2 separate regions of the Mus musculus genome follow, and region 1 is linked to region 2. A link is a contact called in public promoter capture Hi-C data. All regions are on one chromosome and are shown on one strand. The core of a region is the stretch at or near the end of the contact, and the rest is flanking DNA. Distances in the headings are between cores, read along the strand shown. Region 1 holds the start of 9430021M05Rik (RIKEN cDNA 9430021M05 gene). Region 2 holds the start of Mafb (v-maf musculoaponeurotic fibrosarcoma oncogene family, protein B (avian)).

Evidence for each region. Promoter capture Hi-C pulls out the DNA fragments that hold promoters and counts their contacts.
Region 1: a contact with region 2 is called in a promoter capture Hi-C map of embryonic stem cells, with 12 read pairs. The contact joins the promoter of 9430021M05Rik here to the promoter of Mafb in region 2. A contact is called at or near these places in 3 of 39 promoter capture datasets (embryonic stem cells and pre-B cells), 4 of 484 Hi-C or Micro-C datasets (all in embryonic stem cells) and 1 of 9 other capture datasets (embryonic stem cells).

What each region holds. Positions count from the first base shown.
Region 1 is chr2:162,658,637-162,664,880 of GRCm38.p6, forward strand. It overlaps 9430021M05Rik (RIKEN cDNA 9430021M05 gene), which reads left to right and starts at 2,527. Exons shown (of 4, transcript NR_033569.1): 1 at 2,527-2,790; 2 at 3,085-3,160. It overlaps Ptprt (protein tyrosine phosphatase, receptor type, T), which reads right to left and starts at 2,511. Exons shown (of 31, transcript NM_001291150.1): 1 at 2,164-2,511. The coding sequence starts at 2,263.
Region 2 is chr2:160,364,167-160,371,260 of GRCm38.p6, forward strand. It overlaps Mafb (v-maf musculoaponeurotic fibrosarcoma oncogene family, protein B (avian)), which reads right to left and starts at 2,899. Exons shown (of 1, transcript NM_010658.3): 1 at 1-2,899. The coding sequence starts at 2,510. The coding sequence ends at 1,539.

The DNA.
Region 1 (6,244 bases), core at 1,277-3,776, 2.3 Mb after region 2:
GAGGAATAAAATAAGAAGAGAAGTCCGTTTTAACAAGTCAACAGTTGCAGGATTAACGCGTCGACAATTACAGATGTTCATAAGGAAAGCCCCGGAAGAATCCAGTTTAAACGATCTAGTTAGCATTAAAGTAGAGCGATAATGAGCTAGGTATAGAAAAAAAAAAGATGCCCATTTCTATAAATGAGCGGAGCTTAGAACGCACCAAGTCACCAAGACAAGCTAATCCTACTCCTTTAAGGAGCCGGGAACAACGCAGCCGCTTGCTAAATATATGCTATTGTAGCTTTGCAAAAGCTATGGGCCCAGGTAGAACCAAAGGAAACATATGGCGCCTTCGCAGTCGATTTCTTCCCAAACTGTACTCCAGGATTGCTTTTCTTCCCGGTGTGTTCCGAGCAGCAAACAAAGAAAAGGTGCTTCCTCCTCACACTTCTCTAAATGTTTTAACAAAAGGCTGCTGAATAAACACATTACTCATTTAAAAATTGAACCGAAGTTCTATCCCTGAGATGAAAGCGGCTCGATTTGCATTTAACAGCTGTGAGCGAGCGCCACCTTGCGGTAACATGCGGAACCGGCGTGCGTTTCAGCCCTGGACAGCTTTCTGGAGCAGGTTCTGGGTTTACAGCTGCTACCCAAAAAAGGTCTGTGGGACGTGTTTGATCCGGTTTCTGCTGCGGGAACGTGAGTACTATTAACGTATGAATGTCCCGCCAAGCCTTAGAAGACAGTAAAGATTAGAATCATAAGTCATACCCGGGTCCCCAGGACTGCCTCAAGCACCCTCCTGCCAGCTTCCTGACACAGCACACCTAACGCAGACCCCAAAGCGAGGGAAACAAGAGCCTTGAAGCATCTTCAGAATGATGTTGCGGCCGTCTCTTTTCTCCCCCTCTTGTCCCAGCCTTTCAGCTTCAGACACCTCAAAAAGAGTGGCCTCCTTGCTCAACTTCGCTGGCACGAAAACAAGCTGTTCCTTCCCATACATCCTGTGTCCAGTTTCCATTTTAACATCAAGTCAGGGAAGAAAACCTAAGACATTTCTAACGGAATGTCACTCCGGCGGTTCTTCCTCTCAAAAGCAGCCTGTTTAGAGACTTCCATCAGGCTCACTGCCTTTCTTTCCCTTTCTTCCTCCCCTGATTTCTTATGTGAGCACAGCTGTTGCTTAGCAATCCAAAAAGAACCCTTTCCTAAGTTCCGCTGACATGCCTCAACGTGCCCCCCGCCCCCGACCCCGACCAGCGACAGCAGCTCAGTGTGGTCACTCCTAAACCAAAGGTGCTAAGAAACTTCGAGGTGATTTTGAACTTGGAGGTATCCCTCCCCACCTCTCCTTCCCTCTTTAAGGGACTCACGGAAGGAAGCCCTACCAGTGGGGTTTTAGTGATGAGAGAGACCCTCGGTAGTGGTCTCTTCAGCTCAGTCGCCACTAAGAAGACACTAGACACACTCTGGGGAACTAGCTACCTGCCCATGGGCAAGCCGAAAGACGAGTGTCCCGAAGTTTTCAGAAGCCCACTAGCTCACTGATCAAAGCCACTGCACTTAAAGGGCCTTAGCAGGGTACCCATTACTCTGGACAGAGCCACGAGGTGAGGTGAGGGTTTAGCCGAGTGGGTCATTCACAAGAACACTCCCATGGGAAGTCCCAGCTGCTAAGGGCTCGCTAAGGGGAGCGGCGTGTTTAGAACAACACTGGATGATCTTCAGTGTCTCCCAGGAGAAAGGAAAAGCCACCGCCCTGGCAGCCTGGGCCTGCTAGGGACCTGTGCTCCCCACTCCAAGAGCGCGCAGCCCAGGAAGCTGCCCGGGTGACAGTGCTCCGCGCCGGGCGAGAAGCGGCGCCTCCTCCCTCCACCCCGAAACACTCGAGTGACAGGTTCCGACAAGTGGGAGGCAGCAAGTGGAAATATTCGCAACAGCCGCGCAAAGTTACTCCCGCCCGGGGGTGGGGGGGAAGCGGCAGGAAAGTAAGGCGACGAGGGGCCAGGGGGGGACCTGGAGCGGGACTGGGCACGCCTGGACACAGCAGCTGCGTCCGGAGGTTGGGACGGGACTCCCACCGGGCCCCGGCATCCCCTGGCCACGGGACCCAACTTTCTCCTCCCAGGGCTGGGGAGAGCGAAGGGGCCCGGGGAGCCCGGCGGGCGCACTCACCTGCGGCGCTCTGCGCTCCGGCGCCGGGCAACGGCGGCCGCTGCAGCCCCAGGAGCAGGAGCCGGAGCAGGCAGAGGGCGAGCCCGCCAAGGCTCCCCATCCGGGCGGCAAGCGGCTCAGCCCCTTCCCGAGGGCGCCGGGGCCGGGACTCGGGCGGGCGCGGGGCGGCCCCGCATCGCCAGCGCGGCTGCAGGCAGTGCGCGCCGCTGGGCTCCCGGGGCTGGCTCCTCTCCGGCTGCGGGAGCCGGCGCCGCTGCGCTCCGAGCCCAGGCGCGGCGCGAACTGAGGCGCGAGGCTGGGCGGGGGCGGGACGCGGGGGCCGGGGGGCGGTGTCCCCAGAGTCCTAACGCCGCCGCCGTCGCCGCCGCCCGCCCGGGCGCTCCGCCTCGGCCACGCACACACACCCTCGCGCGCACGCCCGCCCGCGCCTGGCACACGCCCGCGGCTGCCACTCGCGGGCTCCCCCACGCACCCTCTCCCGGGCTGGCCGGCTCGGGGCCGCTCGCGCACTCAAGCGCGTACACACATCGCTCTTGCACACACAGGATCTGCGGGGTATTCGCCTCTTCGCCCCGCGCCACACCACCCAGCTGAGCATCGCTTTCAGGCTACCCTGCGGGGGCGCAGGTACGAGGCGATGGGGGGAGGAGAGAAACCTGGAACAGCCTTTGAAGTAAGGGTGGGAGAACAGGTGACTGGGGGGGGGGGGGGCAGTGCGAGCAGGCAGGGGGAGGGAGAGGCCCGATCAACTCCGGACGCTACAGGGCTGTGAATTGCGGGAGGGGGATGCTTCGCAAAGCTGGGGACAGCTGTTGAAGGGTCTCCTGCACACCCTAAAATTCTCTCGTATATTCATATTCTCCCTTTCTCTTTCTTTCTCTCTCCCTTTCCCTCCCTCTTTCCTCATCCCCTATCATCTAGTCAGCAGTCCAGCACAGCCGACCTTAATCACAACACATCTCTTTCTCTTGTCCCTAACCCCGCCCTACACACACAGGTGTGGGAATCTCTCCCCCTTCTCTAGCTGCCTCCCCTGTTCTCCCTTTCAGAGAGAAATGGAGCTTTCCCCCTTTTGCTTCCTGGTCTGAACAAAGACCTGGCTGGGGCTGAAGGCCTAAAGACATAGATCACTGGGCAGTGCCTGCCACAGCCCACAGGCCTGCCACCAGGGGAGGGATGTGAGCCTTGTATATAAAGGCCTTCGATAAGGACACCCAAAGATGCTGAAGGGATTCCTACTTTGTAAACACTTTACTGCCTGCCCAAAGCCCTCCTTCGGTTTAACAAAGTGTTTCCCCCTCCCCATTCCACTCCCTTGTTGGAGTCCCAAAGGACTGAACCGGACAGACAGACCATTAGGAGTCATATGGAAGTCAAACACAGCCAGCATCTCCAAAAGTGGGGCACCAGGGGCTCTGGGTTGGAGTTGCTTTGGCAGAGCCTCACTGGTACCCCAGCTCTGCCGAGGTGGACGTTTTTTATTGAACACCAGCCCATTTATTTCTCTCAGCCCACACTTGTAATTCCAGGCAAATGCTTCCACCTGGCTCTGAACGACCTCCCTCCACCTCCACAGCCTCCACTTTTCTCAAGATAAACACAGGGGCCAGCCCATTGCATGGCCAAGCACCTCCCACACTTCCCTGGTCAAAGCACTCTCCCAGGGGAGAGGACCCCTCCCCCCCCCAAAAAAAAGAAAACCCTGCTGCTTAGCCCTCACTCCAGGGAATAGGGTTTGTGCTCTGGGGGGTTTTGGGGGGGGGGGGAGTGGCGGGAGCCTGGGAGTTAGACCTCTTGCAAGCTACCTTGCAGGTCCTTAAATTTTTTACTAATATTGACAGTGCACTTGACTGGGCAGTCATAGCCTTGGCTGTTCTCTGGTGACACAGGATGATTGCCCCCCTGGGAACAATAGGAATAGAAGATCCCTTCAGCTCAGAGCTAAACTGCCCAACTGTTTGATCCAGCCCATGTCTATCCAGGCCTAGCCTTAAGTTAATGAGTTAGAGTGCAGCCTCTAAGAAGAAACATGACTCCAGCCCACAGCTGTGATTGTCCTGGCTGATGGGAGACTGGGGGGGGGGGGGGGGGGGGCTCTGACCCAGGAGAGGAATAGGAGGTCTCTAAGCCACTAAGTAGTTTGGTGTAACTTGTCAGGGTTCCCCTGAGTGCCTGCCAATCCGTCCCCTCTCTCAGGCATTCTAAGGATAAAATAGCGGTTCTCGGGACATCTTCTGGGCTCTCACCATCCCTCAGCTCCTGAGCCCATGCTACAGGATGTTATTTATCACTGTAGCCAAAACTCCAAAATCCGAATGGGGATCGCATGGCCCCAAGGAAAGTCATCTTGTTTCTTGGTGAGCGACTAGCAGAATGTGACCTGATCACAGCAGCAGGTCTTGCTTGCCCAGCTGCAGGGTCTCAAACCAGCACCCTCTTGGGTTTGGTCTGGAGCTGTAGTTCCCAGGCCCTGTGCTCCACCTACTGACTGGTAAGCTTTGGCATCTGGCCTCACTGTCACACTGCACCAGACCAGCTCCCTCTGCCTGGAAGGGCCATCTCACATCCCTTCCCGGGTAAACTCACTTAAGTTTCTCTTTGAGGCATTTGGTCAGCAAACCTGTTGTCCTGGTCCCCTAGGTGCATCACCTAGGAGATGCTATCTCTCCACTTGTCTGTCCTAGGAGACAGTTCCCACAATGCATCTGGACGCTTCACCCAGGGCTGAGGGCAGAGGAGCTTTAAGGAAGGAGGAGGGTGGGTCCCACAAGATCAGTAATGCCCTAAAGATCTTCTCAGAACCAGCTAAAACCACCCTCTCAGAAGGCCAGGGTTCCGAGAGCTCCAGGGTCAATTCCTTACTTCCTGCATTAGCAGCTGGAGGGGGGGGGGGGGATATCTGGTTAGAGAAGAGAAACAGCCATTTGACTCCATCCACCTGCCCAGTGGGAGGGTGCTTTCCTCTTGGCTCCTAGTGCAGGGCAGGCTTTGCATCAGTGCTGAATGAAGGTAGAGCCCAGGGGGTGTCCTGTGATAGCTAGAGGGAGTGAGTACTCCACCAAGCAACCTCCAGTGCTGCTGGACCAGCAGGCCTCTCTCTCTCTCCCCCCCCCCTCTCCCTTCCCCTCCCCCTCCCTCTCATCCTCTGGGCCAGTATTCCATTTACCCTGTGGGATGCTTGGCAAACCTTTAGAAGCCTTAGTTTTCCTATCTGCATGGTGACTTCCCTTCCAACCCTAGTAGGGGTCGAAACAGGAGAATTCAGATGTTGTCTCTTTATCTGGGCAGTTTTCAAGGAAGTGGAAAATGGGATGTACCCTCTCCACAGTGAGCGACACCTGCTGTGCTCACAGTGAGCATGAGTCCAAGAGGCTGAGACTGCAGCCTGAGCAACAGGTGTGACCTATGCCCTCTGGGAGGAAGCATGTACAAAGAGAGGACAGAAAAACACACAGAGACAGGCCTCGTCTCCAGACTCCTTCTGTCCCAGTGTTTCCCAACCTGTCAGCAACCAGGAAAAGACACTCAAGGGCAAAGTGCCTCATCTACCTGTGTAGAAAGGCCAGTGGTGTGGTCCTTGATTTACCCCCATCTTATATATAAGGAGAAGGAGACTCAGGGAAAACAAAGGCCTGTGTGAAGAGATGCTGTGTCCCCTCACTTGCTGTGGGTAGCTGCACTCTTCTTTCTGGGACCCAAGAATACACTTGCTACGTTGCTTATAATTCATCATTTCAGTCTGTATCTAGCAATACTTCAAGTGTTCAGAGGCCACAAATGGTGAGTAGCAGCCGAATGCCACAGCTATAGAAACTTCTACTAACACTGCTATGGCCACGGTTGCCACGCCTCTCCAAAGTCTGACCCATTGTCTGTATTATAAAGTTTTATTGTGCCACAGACATACATAGACCTTGACACATGGATACTTTTTCATATAAACATCTGTTAACACTTTTGTACAGCAGAGGTGACCAAACCATAGGCCATGACTCACATCCAGCCCACTGCTTGATTTTGTTAATAAAGCTTTATTAGCATACAGATTCATTTATTTGGCATGTTATCTTTGCCTGCTCCT
Region 2 (7,094 bases), core at 1,649-4,148:
AGAAAAACACCTAGACCTCCCCTATAACTACTGTACAACGGAAGGGACTTGAACACCACCATTAAGTCTCCCTGCTCTCCAGACAGCAGAGAAACATATAATGCACTGGTCTAAAGGACACACTTGAGAGTTGCAGCGTTAGTTGCCAATGTGTGGGTTTCTAGTACATTCTAAGAATGGCTGTTTGGCTCAATGGGAGCTCAGATCATCACACGTAGCAAGAGGTGGAAGAAATCTTTTCACCCTAAGCCCTGGGGGGAGGGAGTTTGCAGTTAGCGCTCTTCTAGAGGATTCCAAACCAGCCCTGGGTTGACTTCTTAGGACGCAAAGCCTGTCTTGTTTTCTTCGTGTGTGTGTGTGTGTGTGTGTGTGTGTGTGTGTGTGTGTGTGTGTGTGTGTGTGTGTGTAGAGGAGCAGTCGTGGGTGTGTGTATGTCAATTTGGCCCCAAGACCCAACAATAATAAAGGACACACTCCTGCACGATGTGGATCTCGGCATCTGTCTCTCCCTTAGCTTTCCCTCAACAAAACTTAAAACTGAAGTGGGAAGGACGAGGGGGGCGAAGAGATAATCCCAAGGATTCCCCGGACAAAGTTGGGCTTGGTGGGTTTTTTCTTTCTTTTATTTTTACTTACAAACAAAAATGGCATAATAATAAACCCAAACAAAGACTCAGCTTGCTGCTACCTTCTCAAGATGGTTTGGCCGGGGCGGGTAATCTACAAGCCGGCCGGCGACTGAAACTCTGCTCGCTCGCTCGCAGCCGCAGGAGTTTGGGAACTGCATCCCTTCTCACCCAAAGAAACAAGGGGGTTATGATTCATGATCAACAACATGCTAAAGTTAAACAAGAAAATGGTACAAAATAGAAATTATTACCATACATGTCCAGCATGCAGGATTAATATTTTTAATGCAGATTTTCGTATTTTTCTATATAATCGAGCAGGCATTAAAACTGATGAGATTTTTTTTTTCCTTCGCGCGCCGAAAGTCCTAACTGAGGCCCGCGTCTCCGGCTGAGAGCCAGTGTTCTCCGTACTCTGGACAGACAGATCTGTCTGTTTTTCCTTCCTTAGCTCAGCCTTGCCTCGTGCCCACGGGGACTCCAGAGTCCCTCTCCTCTCCTCTGCTCTTCCTGGGACGAACTGAGTCCTGGGCTGCAAAGCGGCGGCCCTGGCACTCACAAAGTTCTCAGAGCCAGAAGTGTCCAGACGGCCTTGGCGACTCCTTGGAATAAGCCTCGCGGCCTTCCAGCTTGGAGAAAAGTTACTCCCGGACCTCGCACCCGCCCGGGTTTCTCTAACTCTGCCCAAGTCTAAGAGGCTGCGCCGCCCTGAGCTGCCCTCTTCTTAGCCAAGGTTCTCTGCCCGCCCGTGCTCCCGCCTGACTCCCGCGACCCGCGCGTCCTTCCTCCCTCTAGCTCAAGTCAAACAGGTCAAGGCCGGGGCCATGGCAGGGACAGGGAGTCCAGGGCTAGGGGCGCAGAATAGGGAGTCTGGGCCAGGGCAAGGGCGGGGGCCGGACCCGCCAGGACTCACAGAAAGAACTCAGGAGAGGAGGGGCTGTCGCTGGTGGAGCCCGCCTCCCTGAAGCCGGAGTTGGCGAGTTTCTCGCACTTGACCTTGTAGGCGTCTCTCTCGCGGGCCAGCCGGGACACCTCCTGCTTAAGCTGCTCCACCTGCTGAATGAGCTGCGTCTTCTCGTTCTCCAGGTGATGTTTCTGCTGGACGCGTTTATACCTGCACGACTGGGCGTAGCCCCGGTTCTTCAGGGTCCGCCGCTTCTGCTTCAGGCGGATCACCTCGTCCTTGGTGAAGCCCCGCAGGTGGCGGTTCAGCTCACGCACCGACATGGACACCAGCTGGTCATCAGAGAAGCGGTCCTCCACACTACCGTTGCCGCCCGCAGCCGTCGCCGCGGCTGTTGCGTGCGGTCCCGGCCCCGGGTGGCTAGTGGGTAGCTGTTGCGCGGGACTGGCAGCGCTGGACGGCGGGGGCGACGCTTGGTGATGATGGTGATGGTGCGGGTGAGCGTGCTGGCCCAGGTCATCGTGAGTCACACCTGCTCCTGGGTACCCGTGGTGCGGATGAGGGTGGTGGTGGTGGTGATGGTGGTGCGCACTACGGAAGCCGTCGAAGCTCTGCAGCGGCTGGGGCACTGGGTGCGAACCGATGAGCGCCTCCACCGCGTCCTCGGGCGTCAGGTTGAGTGCCTCGGGGTTCATCTGCTGGTAGTTGCTCGCCATCCAGTACAGGTCCTCGAGATGGGTCTTCGGTTCAGTCGGACTGAAGCTGGGAGAAGAAGGCACGGAGCTGCACGGAGTGCTGAGCGGGGTGGACGACACCGAGCCAGCAGGCTGCAGGCGTGTGCATGGCCGGCCCGGACGCTCCGCGCGCCCCAGGGGCTCCTTCTTCACGTCGAACTTGAGAAGGTCGAAGTCGTTGACGTACTCCATGGCCAGCGGGCTGGTGGGCAGCTCTTGCCCCATGCTCAGCTCCGCGGCCATCGCTAAAAGCGAGGCTCAGCCGCCGCTGCCGCGGGGAAAACTTTGCGGCCGGCCGGGACGCGCCGAGCCAAACGCGGGGGCGAAGAGCGGCAAGCCGGGGAGGCGGGGAGCCGAGGGCGCAGCGGGCCGGGGCCGCCGGCCAAGCCTTTGTCTGGGGACGCGGCGGCGCGCCGGAGAGTCCTCCCGAGGCTGCCTGAGCTGCCCCGGAGCTTGGGGCTGCGAGCGCGCCGGGAACGAGTCAGGTCGAGCCGGGGCAGGGTAGAGAAGCCGGCGAGGTGCGCGCAGGGGCAGAGGGGAGGCGCGGGGCAAGCGCCCGCCGCTCGCTCTCCGACTCTTTGGCTCTAGGGCTTTCTTGCTTGCAGCCGCTCGCAGCCCGGCGGTGCAGCTGTGCAGGAGCTGGCGCCGCCGCCGCCTTTTATCGCTTCCTGATGTCACTGGAGCGCGGGGGCCCAAGCGGCCCGGCGTGTTGGCCAATGGCTGCACGGCCCCCGCGGCCCAGCGACGCTGGGCGGGGCGTGCCTGACAGCTCCCCCGCCCCCCCGCGTCAGCTGACTGGAGACCGGAGGAGCCCCGAAGCCGTTGAGGCCTGGAGGAGGGCTGGAGCCGAGTGGGACGGACCGCCTGGTCCCAACCCCCAACACCCTCTGAGTCGAGGTTCCCGCACGCTTGCCTTCAGTGCGCGCCCCACTTCTGGACCAAGCCGCCGTTCCCACCCCGCTGTCTGCACTCACGCCTCCCTACATACTCTTTACACTCCCACCCTCGGCCCGTGTCACCCCCAAGTAGGCTCAGAATAAGCGCCCGGGATGTCGCTTCCCTGGCCCTTTGTTCCCAAGCGGCCCCCGCCCAGTGGGCGACGCTCCGTGTGTCCTCGGCGCCGCGGGCCGAGTGAATGTGTGTGGTGCGTGCCTGTGTTTCGGTAGCTCTGTCTGCGCTAATGTATGCGGTGGGGGAGGGCGGGGTTGGGGCTCCAAGAGTTCTGTTCAGATCTAACTCTTAACCTCTAGGAAGGTTCCTCGGGCCAAGAGACGCTGTTCCTCTCTTAGCCGGTTCAGTGATTGAGCTCAGAAGACAGAGCTCCAGTGGTCTCGCAGCTCCGTGCATTCGCCACCCCCCCACACACACCCCCAAACGCTCCCAAAGAAGATAAACAAACAAACAGAGTTGGCCCAAAGGCTCTGAATACCTTTCACTTGCCAGTCGTGTGGAAACCTTACAACTCCGAGGCTCAGAGCCGAGACCAACACCGGTCTGTGCACTCAGTGGCTCTGGGATGCTGGGGAACCCGGCCCTGTTTTTGTCTGAACGTTTTGTAAGGATTAAGCTGATCCAAGCTTCTGACGGCTGCAAGGAGATTCAAACAGGCATAAAGTGCGACCCCAAGTGGCCACGGTGCGCAACGGCGCCCTGAACCGGTTTGTTCTTTGCGGGAGGGAAGGCTTGGATGGCGTCTCGGACCCGTGCAGGTCCAGCTAACTGATCCGGCCAAGCCAGGCCTGAACGCAGGCTGTGTGCGGCCTGAAAGCCAGGGCAGACTCCTCTGGAACTATGCACAGGCCCTCCGACCCCATCTTTGGACTCAACCACTAACCCTCTCTGCTCACCTTTTCTGAAATTCCATATGCAAGCCTTCCAGGTGTGCTTGTGGGCTACTCCTCTCAGGAAAGGTCCTGAGCTGGGAAGATCAGTATTCTAAACTGAAAACGCCAGGTGACGAAGGTTCAGGGCTACCGGATGAGAAACTTCTCCGGAACGCAGACGGGAGGAGGAAGGCAGAACACTGGGCTTTCAGACAGGGCTGTTGGGCGCCGACAGAGACTCCCTGCCCTGGGCCAGAAGGGCAGGAAATGTGGGACTTTCCTCAGACCCCGACCCCGACCCCAAAAGTGAATAGATGTCGAATTCGCTGGATCCGGAGATCCGACCCGGCTCCCACGTCGCTTTTTGCTTCCCAGCTCAGGACGCGGAAAGATGAGCGTCAGAAAGCGCGCTGGGTGAGTGTGTCCTAGCTGCTGGCTGCACAGGACCTGCCCTCCAACACCGCGCACGGGGGGCTAGTGACCCGCAGCATTGACAACCAGACCAGACCTTTTCCCCCCTTTTAACAGAAAGAAAAATTTGCTTCCAATCAATAAGAAAAGCCTTTCCCCCCTTCTTAAATCCTTAGGGAAGGCGGGGTAGAGACTGGTCACAGGAGCCTAATTTTAACCAAATGGGTGTATTTTAACTAAAACTTCACCTAAAAGGTTTAGATCAGTGAACTGCTGGGGAAATCTCGAGCCCTTTGGAGAAGTGCGCTCTCGGCAGAAATGATTCGACTGCCTAGGTAGAGAGCCAGGGCGGTTAGGCTGAACCTCCCACAGATGAGATGGGCGATGAGGACACAGACTCTCGCCTAAGAGTCGCAGCTGCGGTCCTGCGAGGAGAGCGCGCTCTCGGACCTCGGCTCAGCCAGGGGACGTTGAGACCATCAGGTTTAGAGTTCCGGGTCTCTGCAAACCGGGGTTTCAGGCTCGACCACCACACGCATACTCTCTTAACACTCATGGGGCTCCAGCTTTAACCTCGCCCCACTCCCCCCACCCCCAGTCATCCGAGACGCAGCGCTTCCCGAGTACGCGCCTCACTGCAAACCCTCCTGGGAACACCGGGGAGGGCAGCAGAGCAGGGCTTGCTCCCGCGTGTCTCTGTCATCACGGAGGGCTCAAACCCCACTTCTCAAGAATGTGGCCCTTGAAGAGGACTCTTGTGGCCCCAGACCAGTAATTGTAAAACTCCAGAAGAAGCGCTACTCTCTCAGGCTTGGGGGACTCGGCCTTTGTCCCGGCCGTTTTTCTCCTCTTTGTCCCCGTGACTATCTCTGTTGTAACCACTCTCTTCCTCTGAGCTTTAGATGAGCTATCTCAGCGTCTCCTAGGTTCACTTTCCCACCCCCCAACCCGTTTCCGTCCTGGAGTAGCCCCTCCTTCCAGAGAGAGAGAGAGAGAGAGAGAGAGAGAGAGAGAGAGAGAGAGAGAACACCACACTCCGGTGGGCGCAAGAGTGAAACAGGAGGGTTGCCCCAATTGAAGGCCTTTGCTCGCAGCCTATCCCATTTCAATGGTCCAGCCTCCCCCATTCTAATTCCTATGCGCTCTGCTGCATGGTTTTGGAACTCCTGGGCTAATGACCTTTCTCTCTCCAGGCTGCCACTGCAGACTCAGTATTCGCGTGAGGATTCCTCCCAGTCCATGGTATCACAGCAGGACAGGACAAAGGACTGGTCCCCCCAACCCTGAAAGGCAGGGGAGGTGGAGAGGGTTCAGGGACGCATTTTAACTCGGAGCCCAACGCGCAATAAGACCTCGATGGGTTGTTGAAAGAAGTGGAGAAGCAAGGGGAAAGAGGCAGGAGGCCCAGGCACCGAAGGAAAGCCGGGATTGCCAGTGGCCAGAGCCCCTGTACCCAACAGTTCCTACCTAGCGCCTAAATACATACTTGAGGATTTTTTTTTCTCCAAAGCAAGCCCTGCTGCATCATCCTTTAACTACATCGCAGTGATGGAAGGACTCGGAAGGGTCCTAGATACTTGGCCTTGAGGTACTCTTATTTTAGGAGCAAAAGTTACTCTCCAAAAGAGCAAGTATGAGGTTCTCTCGACACTGCCTTCTTCGTGACATCTCTGCCATGCCATCAGGGTAATTTGATAAATACCCAGCGGCGCGCCTTTCAGCCTGCGCTTTCGGACTAGGGCGGCGCCCTGGCACCTGCGCTGAGGTGCGTGGCTCTTCCCGGTTTCCCGGAGGGCTGCAGGTGCTTTGTGAGCAAGTAGGCGGATCTGCTCTGCGAGTGTAGGAGTGAGATTTATGGCACATAGGAGGCGCGTGCGTGTGTACGTGGTGTGTGTGTGTACTGGGTGAGTGACCACATCTTTCTGCATGTAGAAGTTGGAGACTTGCAGCCCCTTACATAACAGGGGCTGTCGGAAGTCACCAAGCAGAAACCCTTGGACTTCAGGGCCCCAGGGCCTGCGTTTTACTGGGGAGGGAGTAGCGTTTGGAAAGAAAAACAAGAAAAACCTCAAAAGCCTGCCTTTGGACATTTTGTTGCCCAGACTTCTCGTGTAGCCCTGAGGTCTGCGCTATCTTCACAAGACCCCTAGAGAAGATTCCCTGCGTTGCCTGAAAACCTCTGGAAGTCTGGCTTCCAAATGCGTGGTTGGCTAGGGCGTCCTGCCCTCCTTCTTCCTCCCTCTCCACAGTAGCTATCACTTCCACTTAGTCCCTCCTCGCACAACCTCCATCAAAATCCAAAGCAGCACTTCCAAAAAGGGCTGGTGCTATTCTAGATCCTGGTACCTCTGGCCCTGTAGCAACCACAGTAACACCATCTATCTGCCCAGCGGGGATGGAGAACCCCTCCAGCGCACAGCCAAGAAGCCTGGATTTGTTCTACAGCAGCAAAGTGCACTTCTTTTTGCTTTGTTTTAGTGTGTCAGAGAGATCATTTTAAAATTCACACCAGGCTCACATTCCATAACCACTGAGTAGTACAGCCTCAAAGAGAATTTGAAAGGTCTATTATTCACATTGCCATTGGATTCTG